3 separate regions of the Arachis hypogaea genome follow, and all the other regions are linked to region 1. Evidence: chromatin contacts called from public Hi-C data. All regions are on one chromosome and are shown on one strand. Each heading gives the region's core, a stretch centred on a gene start, on an enhancer-like site or on the middle of the called end of the contact. The rest is flanking DNA. Distances are from core to core; before and after follow the strand shown. Region 1 holds the start of LOC112744018 (probable pectin methyltransferase QUA3). Region 2 holds the start of LOC112744023 (F-box protein At4g00755). Region 3 holds the start of LOC112744015 (ATP-dependent Clp protease proteolytic subunit 3, chloroplastic).

The links. A called contact is a pair of places that touch in the nucleus more often than the background predicts.
Region 2: a Hi-C map of leaf shows a contact between it and region 1, with 3 times the contacts expected there. The contact joins the promoter of LOC112744023 here to the promoter of LOC112744018 in region 1. A contact is called at or near these places in 3 of 8 Hi-C or Micro-C datasets (leaf and an unstated tissue).
Region 3: a Hi-C map of leaf shows a contact between it and region 1, with 4 times the contacts expected there. The contact joins the promoter of LOC112744015 here to the promoter of LOC112744018 in region 1. A contact is called at or near these places in 2 of 8 Hi-C or Micro-C datasets (both in leaf).

Annotation. Positions count from the first base shown.
Region 1 is chr14:125,773,582-125,778,432 of arahy.Tifrunner.gnm2.J5K5, forward strand. LOC112744018 (probable pectin methyltransferase QUA3) reads right to left here and starts at 2,305. Exons shown (of 7, transcript XM_025793478.3): 1 at 1,659-2,305; 2 at 920-1,123; 3 at 623-833; 4 at 274-535; 5 at 1-102. The coding sequence starts at 2,108.
Region 2 is chr14:125,931,862-125,936,712 of arahy.Tifrunner.gnm2.J5K5, forward strand. LOC112744023 (F-box protein At4g00755) reads left to right here and starts at 2,495. Exons shown (of 6, transcript XM_072214862.1): 1 at 2,495-3,057; 2 at 3,170-3,619; 3 at 4,764-4,851. The coding sequence starts at 3,490.
Region 3 is chr14:125,631,076-125,635,926 of arahy.Tifrunner.gnm2.J5K5, forward strand. LOC112744015 (ATP-dependent Clp protease proteolytic subunit 3, chloroplastic) reads right to left here and starts at 2,900. Exons shown (of 5, transcript XM_025793474.3): 1 at 2,393-2,900; 2 at 1,898-2,012; 3 at 1,209-1,384; 4 at 664-759; 5 at 29-571. The coding sequence starts at 2,692. The coding sequence ends at 278. It overlaps LOC112744016, which reads right to left. Exons shown (of 7, transcript XM_025793475.3): 5 at 4,548-4,651; 6 at 4,276-4,327; 7 at 3,750-4,116. The coding sequence ends at 3,892.

The sequences.
Region 1 (4,851 bases), core at 1,055-3,554:
GGTACAGTGTTAAGCCTCTCTGGCCACTTGGGAATCTGTCCAATAGCATATTCTCCTTTGACAGAAGATGTCCTTGTGACACACCTCTTCAATTTGAAGTACCTGTAAAATAAATAAAGCTTAATTTCACCCTTCAAAGTAATCAATGAGATCTACTAACAATAATGACATTCATCCAAGTGCTATACACCTATATCAATTTCGAAGTAGACAGAGAGAGTATCAAACATAATAAAATGAAAGATAATTCATAGTAGCTATACAGGAAATTACCAAGCTTGACTTGCATCATCTGAATCATCACATAATGCAAGACCAAAATCATTTTGGTGGGGGTGACACATTTTTCCTGCAGGCTTCTTCCAGATCGCAGTGTTACCATCTACAACTATCAGTTCATAGCACAATGCTCTTGCTACAGCCTGGAGATCAGACCATTCTTTATCTTGTTTAGCCCACTGAACAGGGGGGCCAGAAATGACCAAATATCCACCAGGACGAAGTAATCTATCCACTTCAATAAAATAGGTTGCATCTGCAAAGCATATTTTCTGCATTAGAGAAGCAGCAAGCCTTCATGATTCAAATATATGGAAAAGGTCAGTAGTGAAGAATAACTCACTGTAGGCTGTAAAAGGGATCAAACAGCGAGAACAATGAACTAAGTCAAATCCAAATGCAGGGAATGGCAGTCGACGAGTGCCAAGCATGGCAACGAAGGCTGGTATTCCTCTTTCCAGAGCAAATTGTATCTGTGATTTATGTGAATCTCTTGGAGCAAAAGACATGGCTAACATATTTTGGGCTAGTAAATATCCTCCAAAACTAGCAACCTGTAAAAGCAAGATATATATTTCATGTTAAACAGCAATAAAGTCTAGTACGATCTCAGAAACAAAAATGGAAAACTAGCTCTTACCCCGCACCCCATGTCAAGAGCAGTCCTCATAACACCGTCACGTATAGGAATGTATTGAGCAAGCTTTTCAATATACTGCTCTGCTCCATCTGGAAACATTGTACCACCACCAGGGAATATAAAGTGTTGACCTTCACGCTTCATCCATCCCTGGTGACCTTTCCTGTCAGCAATTTTGTTGTGTGGCATGTTATCGTGCCATATCTGCAAATTTGGAAGGGGGATTGAAGAATGAGCAACAAAACTAGCTTTATTTATTTCACACTTGAAAAAAAACACTTAATTCAACTATCTTTGATTTTCAAATGAATATGTTATAACTAAAGTGAGCTTCTTATATTCCTAGGAAAAACCATTTTTAAAAAGGAATTTAATTTTGATATACTGATATTAATGAATTCATAATAATAAAACATATGAAGCCCTACACATTAGGGAACTTTCTCTGTCCTAGTTACTCTAGAAACTACATAAGTTCAGTTCAACCGTCTAAAAATATCAGCAAGCATTTCGGTAATGAAAACTCTTAAGTCTCTAAATTAGATACATGCTTCAAGTTCACTTCTATGGCTAAGTAGCCATGTAGCCTTAATCCTAATTTTCTAGCTCCGAAGAGAAAGTATGTACGACGCGAAATTTTTACAATGCTATATCATTTCGCAACACGGAATCAGCTACAAGCAAAATCAAGAACGCTGCACTAAATATTAAACAAGCAGAGTTGAGAGCATAGAAGAACCTTATGCAAGCTCTCCGGCCAGTGAACCGGGATCCGGTACCCCTTGGGCGGCGGAATCAAGCAGAGAGGAGTATCAATATGGCGAGGGCAGTGTCGCTCTCTGTAGAAGTTCATCTCCCTACTCAGCAACCTGTTCACTCTCGGATCCTCGCAGGGCATGTGGTCTACCTCCTCCGCCGAGCACGCGTCAAGGAAGCCGCCTCCGCCACGTGGCTCCCCGTTCTCAATTGCCGAGACGAGGCGGAGGCGGTGGCGCGGGTCGGAGGAGCGGAGGAGGGTGTTGCGGCCCGATGCGGCGAGGGAGTCGCCGAAATGTGTGAAAGCCATGAGGAAGAATATGGCGACAAGGAAGAAGAAGAATAAGGTTATGAGGTCGAGAAGGCGCCATTGGCGGGGGTTGATTATGGCGGTAATGAAGCTGGGGCCGCTCCGTTTTGACGACAGAGCCATGTTTTGAGATCGGAAGTTGGGTTTTTGAAGTGTGTATGTTAAGTGTTTGACGAAAAGTGTGTGTGAGGTATTAGATTTGGATCTTCGCACTCACACATTCTCATACACTGTGGGATCTCATATTCTTGGCTAAATGCTGCCATCACATGTTATGCGTCGTATAATGTGAACCTGCGTTGCTTCATGGTAACAATGTCAAGAATTTTAATCACATTTTAAGTATTCAATTTAAAAATTAGTTATTTTAGTTATATCATAATACGCTGTTTTACGCTCTAAGTTCATAAAAGAATTTAATTACAATTATTACATTAACCAAGAATTTGACTTCTCCACTGTTTATTACGTGGGCGCGCTACACATCCATGTAACAAAGTTGGCCCAAGTCCAAATAGAGTCACTTACGTTAATGACGAGTGAAAACACGTGCTCGAAAACCCTTCGTTACTTCGCCCTCATTATGAAAAAATGTTACTTCTTCCTCAACATGAAACCGCTCATTCTCTTCGAATCTCTCTCAAAATCACTCAAACTTCAGTCATGTTCTCTACGAAAACACTACTAGAGAAGAATCGCGAGAAGATTTGGCAAGGAACAATCAGAAACGAACAAAAACAGCAACAGAGATTCGCCTTCCTCCTCCTCGTTCTCCTCCTTCTTTTTTGCGTTCCTTATTCTTCACGTGTTTTCTCTTTATCTTCATTCTTTTGTTGTTATTGCAGCTGTATTTTTTTTGTCTTTTCCTCTTTCTCTCCCTGGTGAAGAAGCAATAGAAGGTGAGGAGGAAAAATTTTAAATTGTGCAGAACAAAAATGAACCGAAATGACTAACTCCACTGAACCGAACATCATTCATGTGCTAAATAAAACGTCATGAACATTTAAGCATCAAGAAAAATATTTCTACATGCACAAGGACTCAATTGAACACACTAACAATCAAGTAAATCAAAATGAGCAACTCCACTGAACTGAGCAACATTCATGTGCTGAATAAAACGTCATAAACATTCAATCATCAAGAATAACATTTTTCCATGCAAAAGAACTCAACTGAACACATAACAATCAGGTGAACCGAAATGACCAACACCACTGAACCGAACACCAATCATGTGCTGAATAAAACGTGATAAACATTCAATCAGTAAGAAAAATATTTCTACATGCACAACGACTCAACTGAATACATTAACAATCAAGTGAATCAAAATGAGCAACTCCACCTAACTGAGCAAAATGTTGGTGTTGTTGGTGATAATTATAACGAAAGAAGAAGAAGAAGAAGAACCTACGTGCACGAATTTGAAAGAAGATGGAGGAAGAGGAGGAGAAATACTATTCTTGTTGATTGAAAGTTGATCACTATTTATTCACCACATGAACATTGTTCAGTTCGGTGGCCTTTGTGATTTTGATTCACCAAATGAATGTTGTTCGGTTCGGTGACCTCCTTTTACTTTTGAAGGTTGTAGAAAGGCTTAGAAAATGGGGGTTGAATCTATGGCCTTCTTTTAAGTTACTGTAATAACCCTTTTAAAACAAACTTGCCATCTAAATCTGTTTGAACTCAGCAGTGAAAAATTTATGAGACAATTTCATTTTGTCTCATGAATATCAGAAAACAGAACAGAGCAGGGAAGAGAGAAGCTGACACCATCATGTATCCTGGTTCGGTTGCCTTTGTGCAATGCAACCTACGTCCAATCTCCACCACAACAGTGGTTGAATTTTCACTATAGTTAAAGTATTACATACACCAATTCCACATGATTAACACAATCCTTTCACACTCAAGTTCTAACCTAACTTGACTTGGTTATGCTAATACCTAACCATTCACTCTTAGTGCTCACCCAACTAAGAAAGGGATACCTCACAGGTACAAGATATAAGACATAGACTTAACCTAAAGAAATCTGAAATAACTCTAGATTTTTCACTCATGTGTATCTCTATGCCTTTTTCTCTCTTAGGCTCTTTCAATGACTCTCTCATTCAGCCTTTTACCTCAAGAAATTACAGAAAGTTAAACATTAAAAAGTAAATTACAATCTGCAAAACATGAAGAAGATTGGCTCTTCAACAGTCCCTTTGCTATGTGATAAACCAGATTTGCTAGCCTCTGATTCAGTTCTTCATTCTGGCGGAATGCTCCTTTGACTAGGAAGCACTGTCCAAGTAGATGAACTTCTTCAGAGAGCTCTTCTCAGAACATACACCTCAAGAACACTGGTTATCTCTCCTTGGCTTCTGAATGGTGAACCAACTTCTTTTGTATCTCCTTGCATGTTGCTGAGTTGCTCTCTCCTAGGTCAACTCTCGAGCTTTGTGCTTCACCAACCCACCCTCTCACTTTTTTTCCATTAATTCTCAAAATAGGAACTTTGGTTCTGACCTTCTCTTGTTGACCGAAAGCCATAGGATAGCAGAAACATTTATTTTCAATGGTAAACTCAGATCTTGGCCATTGAAAAACAACTTGGTCCCCAAGAAACACTTATGACCGTAGATGCGCAGCAATGAAGAGCAGAGATCATCTTTCCCATGTATCCCAGAATGGATTGATAGAACGTTGAATATGAAGAGAAAAAGATACGATGCATGTATAAGGAAATGAAATCACCTTTTAGCTTCTGACTTCTTGATACAGTTTGATGTGGGTGATTAGACTTCAACCTTTTGCTTAACCTTCTCTTTCTTGCTTCTTTGGTGAACAACTTAGGGACTAAGCTTTCTCTTTC
Region 2 (4,851 bases), core at 1,245-3,744, 160 kb after region 1:
TTGAACATATCTCTAGCCTCTTTCTGGGACAAATTGGGACAGATCCTAATCTTGCTAATCAACTCCTCAAAAACCCATTTACAAGTGACTGACCTACTTCTATTACTCCTAGGACATGTGTGCTCATCAACCAGTATTTTTATTTGGTAACTAGGTGGCTGGTTTCTCCTTGCACATTAAACCTCCCATGGACATGTTTCGTTGTAACAGATGACCCTGCACCTATGTGGTTCAACCTTCAGAAAAAATGCCTCTCTGCCCATTTGAATACTGTACTTCCGGACTACATCCTTAAACTGCTGCATCGTCCCAAATTCCATACCTAACTCCAGTCTAATTTTGCCAAACTTTGTATCAGGATTGTGCTGAGAGAATACTGGATTTTCATCCTCAGAATCAGAACCAGGCAGGGTCTGCAACTCCTCAGACTGGTACTGATATTCAGTTGGCCCAGCATCAGGGTCATTTTGGTTAGAAACAACCACTCTTGGAGCCTGATTCTCCTCCCTGGGAGGCAGGATCTTCTGACCTGATGGAGGAGGTCTTGGATGATGCCTCCGACCTTGTGACGCATTCATATGATTAGGTAAGTGTATAACAAACAACTTTTGGCAATTAAAATAGAATGCCAACAGTAAGCAATTTTCATCCTAGGCTCTACAATTCATTAACAATACAATTGTGAATAATTTCATGTTTTAAGCTACAAAAATATACAACACATGTACTAACCTGGTTGTTCGTCACCATTGTTCTGTGCATCAGGTTGCGCTCTACCAGATGGTTGGGGCCTTCCATGTTTCTTCCTGCGCTTTCTTCCCCGGCCATCAGCTTCCTGACACTGAGATTGCCCCTATTCGCCTTCAACATGTGTCTCATGGTTATTTCCTAAATTGGGTTCCTCATTTTCAACAGTTACAGCGTGACTTTCAATGGGTACGTTATCAATACCTACGTCATCTTTCTCCAATTGATCATTCCCCCTTTACTCAACACTGATTCACCCTCCTGTTGCTGTTGCTCCTCATACTGTGGGGGATCATCTTGATGAGTTTCTTGAATTTCTGAAATAGTTCCATCTACTACTATATCATCTGGTCCTCCATGTTCATCATGCTGTGGGAGATCCTGGTCATGATTTTGCTGGTCTTCTGAAGGAGGTCCCTCAACTTCATCAACTAACTCTGGATCGGCGTCAACAGGATGCTCAAAATACAAGTGGACCCTGTTTTCATTCTTCAGTACAGCATCACACAATTTAACCACATCGGCATCCCTTCTCAGCACCAGTAGCCCGTTAGCTAAATCCATCTCCGACTCCAACCAATAAACTTCATTATACCTAGTATAACCTAAATCCAGAAACAAACCCTCAACAAGGAACAGATTACATGTATCAACATGCACCATGTTTATGACACTCACTAAACCATCGTTATACCTCACCACACCATCCACATCCTTCTCTAACCAACCCCGATGGTGATATACAAACGTGATATGAGTTGCCATCTAACAAAAAACATCAAATAAGTAACAATCAGATAAATCAACACATCAAGACAACCATCAAAAAAAATTTTCACTTCATCACAAACAATATGCAAACCCCAACGAACTGATAACAAGAAGAACGGAAACAATGAATGCTTACTGAAACCTTCGTTGTTCAATGGAGATTTCTTCACCTAGTATCAATGACAAACGTGAAATTCCATGTGATGTTAACAATTTCAAGACGCGAATGCAGAGATACACAAGACGAAGAGAAACATAGACCAACACTAAGAAACTCTTCAGTTTCCCGCATCCTAAATGGTCATAGTTAAACGGAGTGTTTCATTTAAGGTTAGCCTGGTCATTTACTAGGAATTGAACAATTAAGGTTTCATGAATTAAGGGTAAACATGAAACGGGACGGAAAGCCTTACGAGGATGCCACGTTGAAATTTCGTATACCACATCACCAAGCTCCATTTAACGGAGAAGGGCTCACTTCACGGTTGGACAGATCTGTTGCGTTTTTAGAATTTTCAAAGGTATAATTGTCTTTAACAAATATTAGGATTATTATTGTCAGCGTTTTACAATTTCAGAGGCATAATTAATAATTTACTCATTGCTAATATAAATTATGTGTTTATTGTTTTTTTAACTGTTTATAAACTAAAAGGTAGTCAACGAATTAATTTTTATTTGTTCGACTCGAATAATCTACTTAATTTATAAATTATCCGAGTCAAGTCAAAACGATCTACTCTTAAATTAGTCATATTTTTATTGGATAAATTTATCTATTTTCCTTTGCAAGATATAATTTGTTTTAATAACTCTAATTAAATTAAATTCAAATTATATTATTATTGGAATTTTGCATCTTGTTAAAGTTATCTACGGTCAAAAAATTTATTCAATAAACATATTACAAAAATATTAAAAACTAAAAATATTTTGCTTTTCAATAAAGACACAGGTTAGGGAAATTTTTTTTTTTATTATCGTTGTTATTATGATTTTTTTTTATTTGTTTTATGAAAATGATTGAGTAGCTATTATGGCTCTTCTCCTCTCAAATAGTGTGTGTGTGTAATTATGAAATGGTTTTGTATGTCGTAACTCGTTTCTTCGTACCATCGCCACCACCAACAAAAAACTTACCCTTAACAATCAATCCCATTCTCTCTGTCCCTTTCTTCTTAATTCTCTCTCTTTTCCCCTTCTCTGCTTTCTCCTTCTTCTTCTTTCTACTTCTAGGGTTTCGCTCTTCATTCTTCATCCTCGGCCTTCTCTACACCCTCTTTCAATATTCGTCAAAGGTGACATTTTTCGATCTTCTTTCTCTTTCTTTCCTCATTTTCCAACACCCCGTTTACTCAATTTTCTTCCTTTTCCCCTTCCCTTTCGTTATCTTTTCCTTCTTCCTTTTACTTTTACTTTTAATTCATTTTTGCAAATTATACCTTTTTTCTGTTATTTTTGACGGATTTTGACACCCATTTGCTTGAATTCCACGCCCCATTACTCAATTTCTTTGATTTTATCAGGTTTTGCTTCCTTGTAAGTTATTCAATCATTTCTTCGTTTTTGGTGATAGTATGAAATGATTCTCCTGATTAGTGCGAATTTCTCAGCCAGTTGTTGTTCCCCATTTCTGTGTTATATGTCTCAGGATTAAGGAGAGTAAAAGTTTCCCTTTTTCTTGGTTGAGGTTGTGAATTTCATGTTAATTTTTGTGGCAAGCTTTCATGAGCAGAAACAAATTAGACCCAGAAGAAATAGTCCGGGAAATAAGTTTTGTCATTGTCGTTATTTTTCTCCCTTGAATAATATAATTATTTGGATGTTTTTCTGATTCATTCTGAAGTTAACAATGCTGACTGTTGAGAATTGTCCTTTGTGTGCCATTTCAGTTTTTCAGGTTTGAAAATTGAAAGGATAGCTTGTTGACTTCTTGTTGGTTCACTCGCTTGTGCACCTCCTATCTTGTCCATGATGGAGTACTCTGTGGATTTTCTCAGTTACCTTGATTTGGACACTTCCCTCAAGATACTGATGTGTCTCGATGATCCCACTGACCTTGTTCGCGTGAGCTGTGTCTCACGGTCTTGGAGACACTATGGTGAGTTATACATGTTCAAAGTGTGCTTTTTGTTCTTCAATTGATGCCTCAATTTCATGAGAAGTGGAAAGTTAGTTGCTTGAGAGATATATATAATACATCTATGAAATTCACATTATTTTTTTTGGCATTTGATTGTTTGTCATCCCAAATTATGATATCTGCTCTGTTATATTTGTTCTAGAAGTGTCCAACCTAATATTGATTCCTAACCTTTGCACTTTTGAAGCTACATTGACCTATTCTGATAGAAATATTTTTGGAAACTTGTATCTTCTCCATTTCCTTTTCTTGTAATTTAGTTTTCCACATTTTGGAAAGACATTCCACAAGTATATATACAAACACTAAATGGTATTTTGGAGAATGATGGAGTTTAGTTTCCTGCTGCTAAATCAATCTCATCCTTGTGTATCTATTTTCTTCCCCCTTATTGTAAAGATTACATCATTTTTGGATTATGTTTATAATTTACATCATTACTTCATTTTTAGGTCATGGATAGTAATTTTGAAAGAGAGGCCAAACTACAGCTATACAAACACTTATTTGTTTATATATTATTGCCTTTGATCTAGTATTGCTTAATTTTTGAAATGGTGCAGGAATTTTGTGTAAGCACTTAACATGGTTTCCTTTCAACTTGAAAAGAGGTTAACTTAGAAGATTAATTATGACAAGAATAAAGTAGATATATACTAGTGATATGCTCTTTGTTGGGCACAAGTTCTTACTGGAATCTTTGTCAACATAGAGTGAAGTGCTGGGATCCCCTTTCTTATGAACCCCTTAGAGATATACTCACTTTCCTTTTAGGCTCCTTTAAGTTATTTGGGTTAACGATAACGATATTATAAATATCTTGAAGGACTGAAGTAAAATTTACACCTCCAGCTGTAACTGCTTGGACTAAAATTTGCTTGCACTTGCTGCATACTTTGTTTAATTTAGGAGGATATTTATTCATTGTTTTAGCTATCAGTCCTTTGTTATGTTAATGTTATATGAAAGGTATTTAATTGAATTTCTTGATTCATCATTAAAGAGCATTATTGTCACATTTGAGATTCTCATTGTCAATGGATAAAATTCATTTAAATATTCAATGCACTGGTTAATTAACCACTTATATTATTATTTGCAGTTATTGAAAATGGTCTCTGTAAGCAGCTATGCATGAGAATGTTTCCTCAATTATCTAGATTTGAGCGTGTTGTTGAACTGAATCAACA
Region 3 (4,851 bases), core at 1,650-4,149, 140 kb before region 1:
AATCAACTCCTACATGATCAGAGACCAATTTTAACATTAACCCATTAAAACACTGTATTCAATATGGCATCTAATACCTGAAGCATAAAATAATTATCTGATAACTGATATACAGTTCTGGAACTTACAATGGAATGTCACAGCTATAACAAAGTGAAAAATCTCTTTTATCTAAAACTGGTGCTGATTAATAAATCAAGATAAAATTAGGATTTAAAAAAAGGTCTCATTAGGAATAAATAATATAAGCAATGCAAAAATTTCTTCTCTCTAAAACTCATACAGCAGCAGGTGCTTCGTTTTCCTGTTGAGTGCCTTTGTCATCATCACCTCCCTGAACTTTTTTGTATGCTTCCTCTAAAAACTTATGCTCTGATGGCAAATTCTTCTTCGCTTTTCGGCTTCCTTCAATCTTCCATAGCTCCCACACCCGAGTTCTTGGTGGTGGTGACGAGTCTGCAATCGGTGCAACTAGCCCGGGCTTTCCGTCATCTATAACTTCGTCAACTAAACCATATTCCTTAGCTTCCCAAGGATTCATAAAATTATCACGATCAGTGTCTAAGTCTATCTGCAAATGAAACAAATAAAATAAATGACGGGGAGAAACATATTTAATATATATAATTAGAAAAGATGATTGAGGTGCATCTGGAAACTAACCTGATCTACAGACTTCCCAGTAATCTTTGATAGTATCTTGTTTATCTTAATCTTGTGATATGCCATTTCTCTTATCCGAATGCTCATTTCAGTAGCCTGCAATCATGCTTATTATTAGCAAATATACACCATAAAAGAACCATTATTATGCATATGTGTAATCGCAGATAACTGGTCCATTACGCATGCCAATTTTCAAAAGATAACTCATCCTACATGGTGTAATCGCAGAGTAATTACACCAACATAACAATTCACAATAAATGGTAAAAATAATTCCATGTACAAATGTACTGTGTTTCCAACAGCTTTGTTTCTGCAGAATCATTGTAAGTTACATTTCTAAACTATTATTTACACCACTCTAATGTATCAAGACAAAAACACAAAAGGCATGTGAATCCATGCCAACTCATGATTTCGACAATTCAAGAACAAGAAAACTGACTTTCACCTATTTTTTTCTTTCATAGGAAAAATGATCCAACGTCCATGAAATCAAACTGAATTCAATAATTGATGTTGGGGGGAAGGAAAGGTCTTACTTTTCCACCAGCAGTTCCAAGTGGCTGATGGATCATAACTCTTGAATTTGGCATACAATAGCGCTTCCCTTTAGTACCAGACGCAAGGATAAATGCACCCATTGATGCCGCAAGCCCTACACAAACTGTTGACACATCTGCTTTGCATAACTTCATGGCATCATAAATACCCATTCCTATGAACACAGATAAAATAAGTTAAGAGCAACCACAAAAAGCCTACACGTATTACAGATTCATTAATCTGAACAATGCTCCAGATTTTACTAATACTCGGTTGACGTTCCCGTCCTATAACCGTAGATTCAACACGTTCAATATCTTATTCAGACAACCTTGAACCTTTCCTATGTAGCTTCAAATTTTCATAAGTATCTATCTTAGCTTGCCAATCACAAAGATCAACAACTTCTTTTATTGGTAAACAGATTAAGATATAACACAGATCAACAACTTACTTACTTCTTAATTGTACTTTCTGTAAGATATATAAGAGCATTGTGCTCAATACCATTAGCTTAGTGTCTTTTAAGATTTACCCCAACTAATCAATATCATACATACGACGTACTTATCCCTAAAAATTCCTCCTAGACTAATAAAGTTATGATATGCTAGCAAACGACTACAAAATTGAGCTGAAGAACAAAGCAAAAACATTGGGTAAGTGGAGCTTTGTTGAGACATACCAGCAGTGACAGAACCACCAGGTGAATTTATAAACAACTTTATGTCTTTTTTTGGGTCATCAGCATCCAAAAAGAGGAGCTGACTAATGATGAAATCAGCAGTCATATCATCCACCTGCTCATAACAAAACAGAAAACCATTTCACAAAACATAGCAACAAGTAATGGCATACTTCTTCAGTTTAGTTTCATTCCTTATTTTTACATCCCATGGTTCAGAAAAACAAACCCACATTAAAAAGCTCAAATATTTCTAATTTTCAAGAGTACCAAACAACATGCCCTCAGAAATTGAACACCATCACATCAATTTAAACCCCTCCTCCTGTCTCTTTTGTTTTGCTATGTTCGCCAAACAACGCAAATATGAAAAAGATGGCAAATTTCTCAACCAATTAATAAAACAAAACAAAATAAAAAATCAGAAAGACAAAGGGTACCCTTAAAATATCAAACATTCAGAGCGAGAGCAACGAAACCCCAAATTGATCGTACCTGAGAACCCAAAAAGATAATCCTTTGGCGGAGAAGCATATTGGTAGTGTCAAGTTCTTCGAGTCTGGGAAGCCGTGGAGAAGTCGTAGAAGCAGAGAAGTCATCATCGGAGACAAGCCAGTTGGAAGACAAGGTTCGTCTTGAGGCGTTAACAATGGAGAAGGATTTTCCCGTTCCTTTTTTGGAGGGAATGGGAATTTGGGAGTGTAAGAGGGTTTTGGTTCTTCCATGGCTGAAGGTGAAGTTAAGTGGGGTGCACGTTGAGGCCGCACCATAAGTTGCTGCTGCACATGCTTCCATCGTCTTCCTCTCTTCGCTCTTTTTTGGATGGTGCTAATGAGTTGAAGAGTCCCTTGGATATGTTCAACACTTCAACTTTAACTTGGGTTTTAGATTTGGACTCAAATTATTTCTTTTTTTATATATATATAAAAAAACAATAAAATGATATTTTTTTTTTATTGGGTGACCCGAAAAAAAATACTAAATTTGATAAACTATTTTATTTGGAAAAAAATTCTTTTATTTTTTATTTTATCTTGATTTAGGTTGCATTTGGATAGAATTTTTTTTCAGTATTTTTATCTGGTTTATCTTTTTTTTTTAAATTTATTTTTTAAATTAAAAACTTTTTTCCCTAAAAGTTTGTTTGATTTTATGAAAGGCAAAGAACGTACTTTTTTTTAATAGAAGGATTTTAAATTGCATTCAAAAACTTTAAAATTTATTGAAAGCATTTTTTAAAGTACTTTTTAAATGAAAAAGGAAAACGAACACTTCAGTTTCTTTTTTTTTTTTATCAAAATAGATATTTTATAGGATAATGATTCGTTAAACTCAAATGATTGTGGCGTTTTCACACACTCCAAAGTAAACTAAGGAAGTTTTACTCTTGAATGATAAATTTAGAAGTGAGATTCATTTTTATTTCATTGATCCAAGAATAACACCTTTATTTTTTTCATTGAAATCCTGTTTTAACCTCTTAATTAATAATTAGAGACACTGGAGTTTACACTTTACCTTTTTTGAAATACAATAGTTCTATGAATATTGGAGATTTCATCCAAATCCATCCGTCAATATTTGTAACCTTAAGTTTTTACACATTAACAAGAAAAAAATAGGTTTTAACAAGTAAAGCAAGAACCAGATTGGAAGAAACAGAAGGAAATTTTGAAGAATGAGTTATGTTCAATTTCATTTGGCGACATAAAAATGAAGTTAGAAATAAAAGATCCGGATGTAGTTCCATTTTAAAGGCAGTCAAGAAAGGAGAAATTCTGATTGAGATCCTCACTCCATTCAGTTTATAAACTCCGAATGATAGAAAACTAGTTATCCAAAAAGAAGGATGGAACTCAGAAAACTTCACCTCCACAAAATCATAAATATTAACATGAGAAGTCAGAAACATCCATTCTAGCTACACGCAAGCAACTTCAAACCAATAAAACAAATTCCAAAATCATGATGGTAATTGATACATATCGCGCACTTCATTTCCGAAGGAATGCCACAGTCGCCACGCGCGAGCCTACAGATCCACCAAACATGAATGTCGGATATGTGCGGACATGACTTAAGTATTGAAATATAGGATCTCTGCATGATTCGTCGTCCTTGACTCCCTCTACTTCCTGAGCAGCAGAGATTTTTCGTCTGTTGAAACTTTCCACTTCTTGTATCAGCTCATCCTTTGTGCTGTTGCACGATGTAATCACCTTACACAGACAAATGAGGAAGTCAACGAATACATACATCATGAAACGGAAAATAAATAGCACATGATTTTCTTTTTACTGGGATGAATAAAAGGAGTTTCGCTCTGTAATAGAGCAACAGTTGGGTAGAAACTTTAAAACAAAATTTGAAGTGCTTACAAGTACTCCACCAGGTGCAACTAACTTCGCAACAGAATCCCAATACATCATTCTGTAAAGGTAGAGTTGATCAGTTCCACAAAGCGGCAATTAAAAGGAGAACAAATCAATAAAAAATCCACCACTCCCAAGACCTCCTAAACCAGTTATTATTTTACTTTTATCAAAATTGGAAATGTGAAACATACAGATAGCAGAATTTTAACATCATCCCAATTCTCTAAAGAACAATTATGGGAATGCATATTAGGTTAGATGGTGCTTTCTCTTACCTCTTGACAGGACCATCAGGATGCAATCCAATAGCATCTAGCGTCCCCTTATCCATGACAAGTTGAAACTCTTGTTCCAACTTTGTCGCCAGGACATCATCGACCTTAAAATAATTAAAGGCCACATATTATCTAATGGACATGTAATAAATGCACAGATAGTAATGTCTTCTAGCGCACAATATAATTGGAAATGCCAAGAAACAATGTATAAACCAGACAATTTTATTTTCCTTTTATAGCTAGGAGTTTCACAGAAATGAAAACTCCCATCATGATGTTGTTTGATTTCTGGCTTTCTGCT